Regions from separate parts of the Mus musculus genome. Here regions 1 and 3 are each linked to region 2. The links are chromatin contacts, called in public HiChIP or PLAC-seq maps. All regions are on one chromosome and are shown on one strand. The core of a region is the stretch at or near the end of the contact, and the rest is flanking DNA. Distances in the headings are between cores, read along the strand shown. Region 1 has its middle 25 kb from the start of Ddx6. Region 2 overlaps Usp2 (ubiquitin specific peptidase 2). Region 3 has its middle 8.2 kb from the start of Gm22540.

The links. HiChIP or PLAC-seq counts read pairs in DNA pulled down with a chosen protein or histone mark.
Region 1: a contact with region 2 is called in an H3K27ac HiChIP or PLAC-seq map of microglia, with 4 times the contacts expected there. The contact joins two enhancer-like sites.
Region 3: a contact with region 2 is called in an H3K4me3 HiChIP or PLAC-seq map of bone marrow-derived macrophages, with 4 times the contacts expected there. The contact joins two enhancer-like sites. A contact is called at or near these places in 2 of 39 promoter capture datasets (the HPC-7 cell line and pre-B cells), 2 of 115 datasets of contacts at active chromatin or transcription factors (bone marrow-derived macrophages and extraembryonic endoderm stem cells) and 2 of 9 other capture datasets (adipose tissue and pancreatic islet).

The regions. Positions count from the first base shown.
Region 1 is chr9:44,578,110-44,580,809 of GRCm38.p6, forward strand. No RefSeq gene overlaps it. Among named protein-coding and RNA genes, the nearest start is that of Ddx6, 25 kb to the right of the region's middle. Within about 2 kb of position 1,427, at least 73 of the 459 cell types and tissues checked have an H3K27ac peak or open chromatin away from gene starts, as enhancers often do. A contact at or near this core is called in microglia, where this site is marked.
Region 2 is chr9:44,088,055-44,090,754 of GRCm38.p6, forward strand. Usp2 (ubiquitin specific peptidase 2) reads left to right here. Exons shown (of 13, transcript NM_198092.2): 3 at 1,078-1,128; 4 at 1,976-2,099. Among named protein-coding and RNA genes, the nearest start is that of Gm39325, 4.4 kb to the left of the region's middle. Within about 2 kb of position 1,292, at least 73 of the 459 cell types and tissues checked have an H3K27ac peak or open chromatin away from gene starts, as enhancers often do. A contact at or near this core is called in bone marrow-derived macrophages and microglia, where this site is marked.
Region 3 is chr9:44,466,988-44,469,687 of GRCm38.p6, forward strand. No RefSeq gene overlaps it. Among named protein-coding and RNA genes, the nearest start is that of Gm22540, 8.2 kb to the right of the region's middle. Within about 2 kb of position 1,339, at least 15 of the 459 cell types and tissues checked have an H3K27ac peak or open chromatin away from gene starts, as enhancers often do. A contact at or near this core is called in bone marrow-derived macrophages, where this site is marked.

The DNA of each region.
Region 1 (2,700 bases), core at 177-2,676, 490 kb after region 2:
TTTTTTGTTTTTGTTTTTGTTTTATGAGACAGGGTTTCTCTGTGTAGCCCTGGCTGTCCTGGAACTCACTCTGTAGACTAGGCTATCCTTGAACTCAGAGATCCGCCTGCCTCTGCCTCCCAAGTGCTGGGATGAAAGGCATGCGCCACCACGCCCAGCCTCTGCTGAGCTTTCTTGCCGTCCTGCATCTTGTTTTTTGAGACAGAGTCTCTCAGAGGGACCTGGGGCTCACAGTTGGGCTGTGCTGGCTGGCTAAGGTCATGACATAATGTCTAGCCTTCTATGTGGGCCTCAGGAATCAAATTCAGGTCTTTTTTTTTTTTTAAGATTTATTTATTTTTATTATATGTAAGTACACTGTAGCTGTCTTCAGACACTCCAGAAGAGGGAGTCAGATCTCATTATGGATGGTTGTGAGCCACCATGTGGTTGCTGGGATTTGAACTTCGGACCTTTGGAAGAGCAGTCGAGTGCTCTTACCCACTGAGCTATCTCACCAGCACCAAATTCAGGTCTTTATGAGTGTAAAGCAAGCCAACTGGGCCATTGCTCCAACACCACATGTCATAATTATTACAACAGGAAAATGACTTAGGCACATTTGTCTAGTGTGGCATCATCAGGCAGCAAATACTTTGATTATACTTTGGGTTCTCTTCAGATCATGTACGTCTTTCTCCTTAATAAATATTTTTAGAGTTTTGAACAAATCAGTCAATTGGAAGTCAGGAGAAGGATGGAAGAGCAAAATCTTTAACGCTCCCTCCCCTAGGCAGCTGCTGTGATGGAAACTCCTTCCTCGTGGGAAACAGACGTGTCCACAGCTCTACGGGAGCTTCGTGGATGCAGTCTTGCTCTCTGTTCTTGAGGATGCAGAGATAGAAAAGAATAGTGAAGACTCTGGTGGGGAGTGAGGACATTAACTTTACAGGGCTGGACCTGGGGCTGGGTTGGGAGAGCACTTGCATACAAGGCATGTGGTCCTAGGTTTGATCCCCAGCACCCAATAAACCAGGTCTGTGATGTGGGAGACAGAGACAGGAGGATGAGGTCAGGGTGATTTTAGCTACACAAAGCGTCTGAAGCCAGCTTGGGATATAAAAGACCCTGTTTTATACCCTGCCCCTCAAAAAAAAAAAAAGCAGTACGTAAGTAAACAAACATAAAGATAAATAAACAAATATAAATAAAATGTAAATAAACAAATATAAAGACCGGGGAGGGTCCCAAAAGTACTTCAGTTGTGTGGTCCCTGGCAGTCTGGCAGGCACAGTGCTGCAAACACGTGATTCCAGTTCCTCAAGGGGCACTTTTGCCGATGACATCAAGACCAGCTTACCAAAAGGGGGACACCATCTCAAGCAAAACAAACAGTAGTGTGGGCTTTCTGTAGGCAAAGGAGAACCAGGAAGCAACCTAGTGGTAGCGTGTAGGAGGAGGGGCCGCCAAAAGGGGGAGGGGCCAAGGGAAAATACGAAATCCCCTATTAGGAGACTGCAGTTCAACGGGAGTTGAGAGTGATGTGTTGATGTCAGCAATGAAGCAGCTGTGACTTGCAGCTCTCTGATCCAGGCAGGCTCTCAAAAGTGGAAGTAAAAGCCCAACAAGAAGGAAGAATGAATTCTCCATGTTGACAAACATCTGCTCCCAGAAATAAAAATATCCTTTATTCAGAGAGACTTCTTCTTCTTCCTCTTCCTCTTCCTCTTCTCCTTCTCCTCCTTCCCCTCCTCCTCCTCCTCTTCTTTCTTCTTCTTCTTCTTCTTCTTCTTCTTCTTCTTCTTCTTCTTCTTCTTCTTCTTCTTCTTCCCCCTTCCCCCTTCCCTTTCTCCTCCCTTCCCCTCCCCCTCCCCCCTCCTCCTCCCTCTCATCCTCCTCCTCCTTCTTCTCCCTTTTTTCTTTTCCCTTGAGACATGGATTCTCTGTGTAGTCCCAGTTGTACTCACTACGTAGACCAGGTTGGCCTCAAGCTTACAGAGTTCTGGCTGCCTCCACCTCTCAGGTACTGGGATTAAAGGGGAACTCCACCATGTCTGGCTCAGAAATAGTTCTCAACCTCTTCAGGGAATGTAAAAGCATTGCAGGGGCTGGGGAAATGATAATGAACGTAGTAAAAAACAAAATGCCTTTCAGACATCTAAAAATAGCTTAGACAAGATCCAACACTCCACCCAAGGCTGCACCCGATAACCAGAACCCAGGGATATCCTTCACCCAAGATAACCAGACACAGTCCTGGAACCCGTGACACCCATTCAACAGTATATAAGCAGAGATCGAGAGCAATATTCTGCTCTACACATCTAGAGAGACGCCACCTTGATCTACCCTGTGGCTACAGAATCTCAAACAGGGTCCTGACCCTCAAATCAAAGACTTAGAGACTTTAGACTTCTGTTAAAGACTGGACCTGACCTTCAGCTAAGATAACTCGTACCGGTGAGTAGCCTTGGGGAGATAGGCTTCAAACCATTAGTTAGGAGTTCAGAGTGTGAACCCTCAGCATAATAAAATATAACTTTTGTTATACTAACTACACGCACCTACCTTCATGCTCACTATAGTGGTTGAAGGCACACACTGCTCTTCCAGGGGACCCAGATTTAGTTCCCAGCACCCATATGCGGGTGGCGATTCCCAACTGTCTGTAATTCAGGTCCATGAGGAGCTGATACCGCCCAGCATACACACATGCACATG
Region 2 (2,700 bases), core at 42-2,541:
CCGAGGCCCCCTTTCCAAGAGGGGGTGGCAGACTCATCCCCAAACTCAACCGCTTTAACCCTTTGAGCCTGAAGGGTTTCTGATCCCTAGGAGGTGTGCCCAGGATTAGCTAAGAGACCTTGACAAATAACACCGAGAGCCTGCAATCTCACACCTGTTCTCTCTCCAACCCCCTCACCAGCCTCCACAGTAGAGACATGAGCGGCACCTTCAGCCAGGTGCTTCCTCAGCTTGGGGCAGTGGCCAGTAGGGATGTTGAAACCCGAGACGAGCCGGGCTGGGAGGATCCTCCCGCCTTGGCTCAGCCCTTTAGAAGCTGAGTTCAGCTGGAAGGAATTCCACCTGTCTCTGGCAATTCAGACAGGCAGGCAGCTTGAGTTTTCCCCAGCTGAAGATCGAAACTCAATTAGAGTGGTTTGTCATTTCAATTTCTTAACATGCCAATTATGATGGTCCCTTTATATATTGAACATGTAATATAAATATAGGTCATTTGAAATAGTGCCTGGATTTGAGCTATGAACCCTGTTTTTGTTGTTTCATATAGCTCAGGCTAGCCTTTGGGTTCACTATGTATGTAGCTGAGGCTGGCCTTGATCAAATTCCTAATTCTCCTGCCTCTGTTTCCAGGTGCTGGGATTGCAGGCTTTCATTACCATGCCTGAGCTGAACTTTCAATTTCATTTAACGAGGAATTGAGTAAATTCCTGAAATTATGAATCCCTAGCCTCTAGTCTCCACTGTAGCAGAAAATAAAGATAGAAAAGCTGGTGTAGTAGTAGCTTATACCTGTAATCCCAACACTCGGGAGGCAGAGGCAGGAGGGTCACCATCCGTTCACTAGGCTACCTAGTGAGACCCTGTCTCAAAAGAGCAAAATGATAGGGAAGTACATAAAAGAGCAAAGTCCCGGAGAGCAGTCTGCGTGATGAAAATAGGCATTCCTCCCTGCTCTCCAAGACCCAGACAGAGGCTGAAAAGAGAAGTCTGCTGGGGAAGGGAAGGAAGTGTTGGGCGAGAACTAGTACAGACGCCGGGCTGTCCCTCGCCCTCATGTGACCTGTTCTTCACTTACAGAATTCAAAGAGTGCCCAGGGTCTGGCTGGTCTTCGAAACCTTGGGAACACGGTAAGTTCCTCCCAACTCACCTCTTCCCTGAAGCCCTTCCCTCCTCTCTTGAATGGGATAGTTTTACAGAGTCCCCTCCTGGCTCCAGCTAGCTTCCTATCCTATAGGGCAATCAGCACCTGCCCTTCCTGGCTGGGGTTTCAGTGAATTGTGGGGCTCTGTCTCACCCGCCCCCAGCAGGAAGCACTGCTAAAAGGAAGTTGCCCTTGTCACTTCGAGCCTGCTGCTCTCCTGGATCTTCCTCCTGATTCCTGTCACTTCCCACCCACTGCTGACCAGTGTGCCCACACCCCTTTGTACACCTCAGTAGGAAGGAGCCAATTACAGGGCCTTCCCCCATACTTGCCTCACTCGGCCCTGCCTTCACTCAGGAAGGAGGAGCCTGGAGCTGTGAGAGAGTTCATTTTGGGTAGAAGAGAGAGAGAGAACCTTTAGGTAACAGAAGTGCTGGGTAAGGGGCACTACCCCATCACATCACAGTGTTGTTAGTTAGCTTTCCCCCACGATAGATACATGAGAGAAATCAACCTAATAAAGATGGTGTGTTGGGCTTGCTTACTGGCTCTGTTGCTTTGGGCTTGTGACAAGGCAGAAGGCACAGGTACAGCAAAGCAAAACCATTCACTTCATGGCCAGGATACAAAGTGGGGGGGGAGGGGGCAGTGGGGGAAGAGAGTGGAGTCCTACAGGCCTCTGCCGGGCAAGCCCCCAATACCTGAAAGCCTCCCACTGGGCCCCATCTCTTGAGGTTGCTACCACATCGCAGTAGTGCCATGAGCCGGGAATACATGCTTATGAAAACCCCAGAGCTGTGCACGCCCACTAATTGCTAGATGATCTCTCCTAGTGCTTCATGAACTCAATTCTTCAGTGCCTGAGCAACACCCGAGAGCTGAGAGATTACTGCCTCCAGAGGCTGTACATGCGGGACCTCGGCCACACCAGCAGCGCTCACACGGCCCTCATGGAAGGTGAGGAGCCCGTGTGGGCGTGGCCCCGCTCCCCTTCTCAGCTCTTCCGTTCCACCAGGCTGGACTGGTGTTGTGTTGTAGATGCACCCCCACTCCTCTAGTTTTCTTTCTTTGCCTGTTCTTGGTTGGGGCTCAAGTTTCAGAATCTGTTGTTGAAACACAGCCTTCCTGTGTAACCCTGGTTGGAGCCATGCGAGTGATTCTCTTGCTTCGGCCTCCCAGGTGTTGGGATCAGAGTATACAGCCTCATGTCTGACTCCAGTTTCAGTGCTCCATCTTATTTGTTCATTGGTTGTTGATCTGTGAGGTGCTTGGCTTGGCGGGTTGTCTTGGTTTTAGTTTTTTGTTTTGCTTTGTTTTGTTTTGTTTTTTGTTGTTTTTGAGACAGTCTCATGTAGCCTAGGCTGGCCTTGAATTCCTGATCTTCCAACCTTAAGGTGGGACCACGGGTGTGCACCACAAAAGTGCTCACTTGCTTACAGAGGACCAGAGCTTGGTTTCCCTCCTATGACCTCCTTGGGCACTCATAAGCATGCACACACACACACACACACACACACACATATACACACACACATACACACACATATATACACATACA
Region 3 (2,700 bases), core at 89-2,588, 380 kb after region 2:
CAGGGGAAGCAGAGAGATTTGAAATCTGCTCCTGGCTTTGGCAAGGCGAAGCCATCGGGGAGCTCTTCGGGCTGAGGCTGTGGCTCACTGATTGAGCGTTTATTGGCCTAACGTGCATATTGTCCTAGGTTCGATCCCTGGTAGCGCAAGACGACAGCTTGTACTGGGAGACATGTAAACAAGAAGGACTAGCATGGACAAGAGGATACTGAAGAGGAAATGTCTGTATGGAGATGGGCCTAGGGCTCCCTAAAGTCCAAGAGGCCAGACAGCCTGGGGAGGACAGGATCAGAGGAAGCTCAGAGTGGGGTCTTCCCTCCTAAGCCCTGTCATATAGTTTCTAAGATTCTCTAAGTCCCTGTGGTCCTTTGAATGAGAATGGTCCCCATACACTCATATATTTGAATGTTTGGTCCTCAGTTGGTGGAACTGTCTGGGAAGGATTAAGAGGTGTGACATTGTTGGAAGAGGTACGTACCTGGGAGTGGGCTTTGAGTTTTCAAAAGCCTAAGCTGTAAGCAAGTCCCTAATTGAATGCTTTCTTTTATAAGTTGCCTTGATCAAGGTGTCTCTTCACAGCAATAGAAAAGTAAGGAAGACGGCACCTCTGATGGGCACAGGGAAGGAGATTCGGGAGCCTTCCTGGGATGTGAATGGAGTATAGAGAAGGCCTGAGTGCCTTACCAAAAGGAAGCAGATCCTAGATCATAGCCAAAGAACAGTAGGACTCCATCTCCAGCCAAGTGGCCTAGGGACCCAAGAATGGCCGTTTTTAATTCCTCTTGAGGTCTAGCAGTTTCTGAGCTCTCACCACCACCAATAGGGACTTTCCAGTTGGGGTGTAGCCCAAGCCCACCTATAGCTGTGATAGCCAAGGTTACCACCAGGAAGAAGAGCAGAGAGTCATGGGAAGAGGTCAGTAATGCTTTGATTCCTTTCCCAGCCTCCTGAAGCTGATGGGTGGTTTTGGCATGGCTGCCCAGGCCACAAACCTGAAGCTGGCTTTCTGCATCCCCAGACCTTGCTTGCTTGACGTGCACATCGGCTACTGGTGCCCTTTGCAAAGCTGTTATTTGTACAGAAGCCCAAGGGATAGGGATAGGGGAAGTTGTCTCTCCCCCTTGCTTTGTCCCTGCCACCACTTCTTGCAGAGGGATCTGCAGGCACACACCACCCCCTGGTCACTCTTACTGACACACCAGAGCCTGCTGCTTCCCTGGTTCCTTAGGTGCCCTGGTTCAAGCTTTGAGTTCTCACGACTGCTAGAGACAGCCTGGCTTGTGCTTGCCGCACCCTCTTCCTGCTCCAGGAGTTTCTGAACCCAGTCCCTTCCTCTCCACTTCCCCAAGCCAGCCCGAATAGTAGCCCTGAGCCTCCCACGGAGCTCTGAACCCTGAGCCTCTGTCTATGGCATAAAAAAATGAAGGCAGCCAGTTCCAAGTAGTGTGCCCTTTGATCAGCTCCCAAGGGTGCGACCCGCCTTCAGGGTAAAGGGAAAGCCTGGAGGTCAGGAAGCAGGCTCCTGAGGTAAGCAGAGGGCTGGGAAGGGGACGAATGAGCTGGAGCAGAGGGTCCAGCCCTGACCTTGAACTCAGGTTGTGAATAGCAGTTGTAATCTCCACTTTACAGGTCAGGGGTGATGCGAAAGAATAGGAGGTTCAGAGAGCCTAACACGGTGCCTGGCAAGTAGTAGATGCTTAGAATAAGCTCATCTCCTCTGAACTCGTTTGGGGTCCTTTGGGGGCTCTGAAAGAAGATGGGTGCTGCAAGAGGCCAGGAACCCTTGAGGTAAGAATGCAGGTGTAGTCTGTCTCCCTCCATGCTAGAACACAGAGCCCTCTGCAGTTGCTGCTTTTCTGGCCTGGGTGTGACAGCTGGATAGGTATTCCTCACAGGCTGAAGGAAGTCGAGTAAGAAGGCCCAGTAATGGGAGAACTGCCTTTGGGGTTTCAGTCCCCACTCCAGCACATACCAGATCCCTAAAATTCATAATCCGATTTATATTCCTATTCCCTCCTCTGGACCTGTCACCATGGCAACAGTTTTCTCAGTTGCACTTCATCAGCTTCTCAGCAAATCTTTTTTCTGCCCCCCTCCCAATTCAATCTCTCTTTTCTCATCCTCAGTTGGTCTGCTCTTCTAAGGGTGCAAGGTGCTCACCTGTTTCCCCTCTCAGTTCCCCCAGGTCCCTCTGTCCTTCCCCTGTTCAGATCTGTTTCTAGGGACTCTTTCTCACCCCTCCCTTCTCAAGCCGAAAACTGGGGTCTGTTGGGCAGGCAAGAACTTGTGTCCCTCCTGGACAGAGAGGAGCGTCTCAGCGGAACAGAGTTTGGATCCCAGTGGGTTCTGGGTAGAGGTCTGCTGCCCTGGTGTGTGGGTGGAGGGTACCGCCTTAAGCTGATTGCACTCTGACCTGAAGGAAGGACATGGGGGGCAGGGCAGCAGCATGGCACAGTTTCTGTTCCAGTGCTCAGTCAATTCAATCTTCTTTTGAGGGTGTTCTGCAGGATAGTCTCCCTGGCTCACCCTTGGAGACACTCAGCAATGCCTTTCAGCGAGCACCAGTATGGGTCACAATCCCCAAGCCGAGCCGGTTCTGATTTCTTACTCTTCAAATTTCAATTAAGCATCTTCATCTTTTCATTGATCGTATCTTTGGAGGTGGAGTTGGGGGGCAGGTTGGATACTAGTATCATGTCC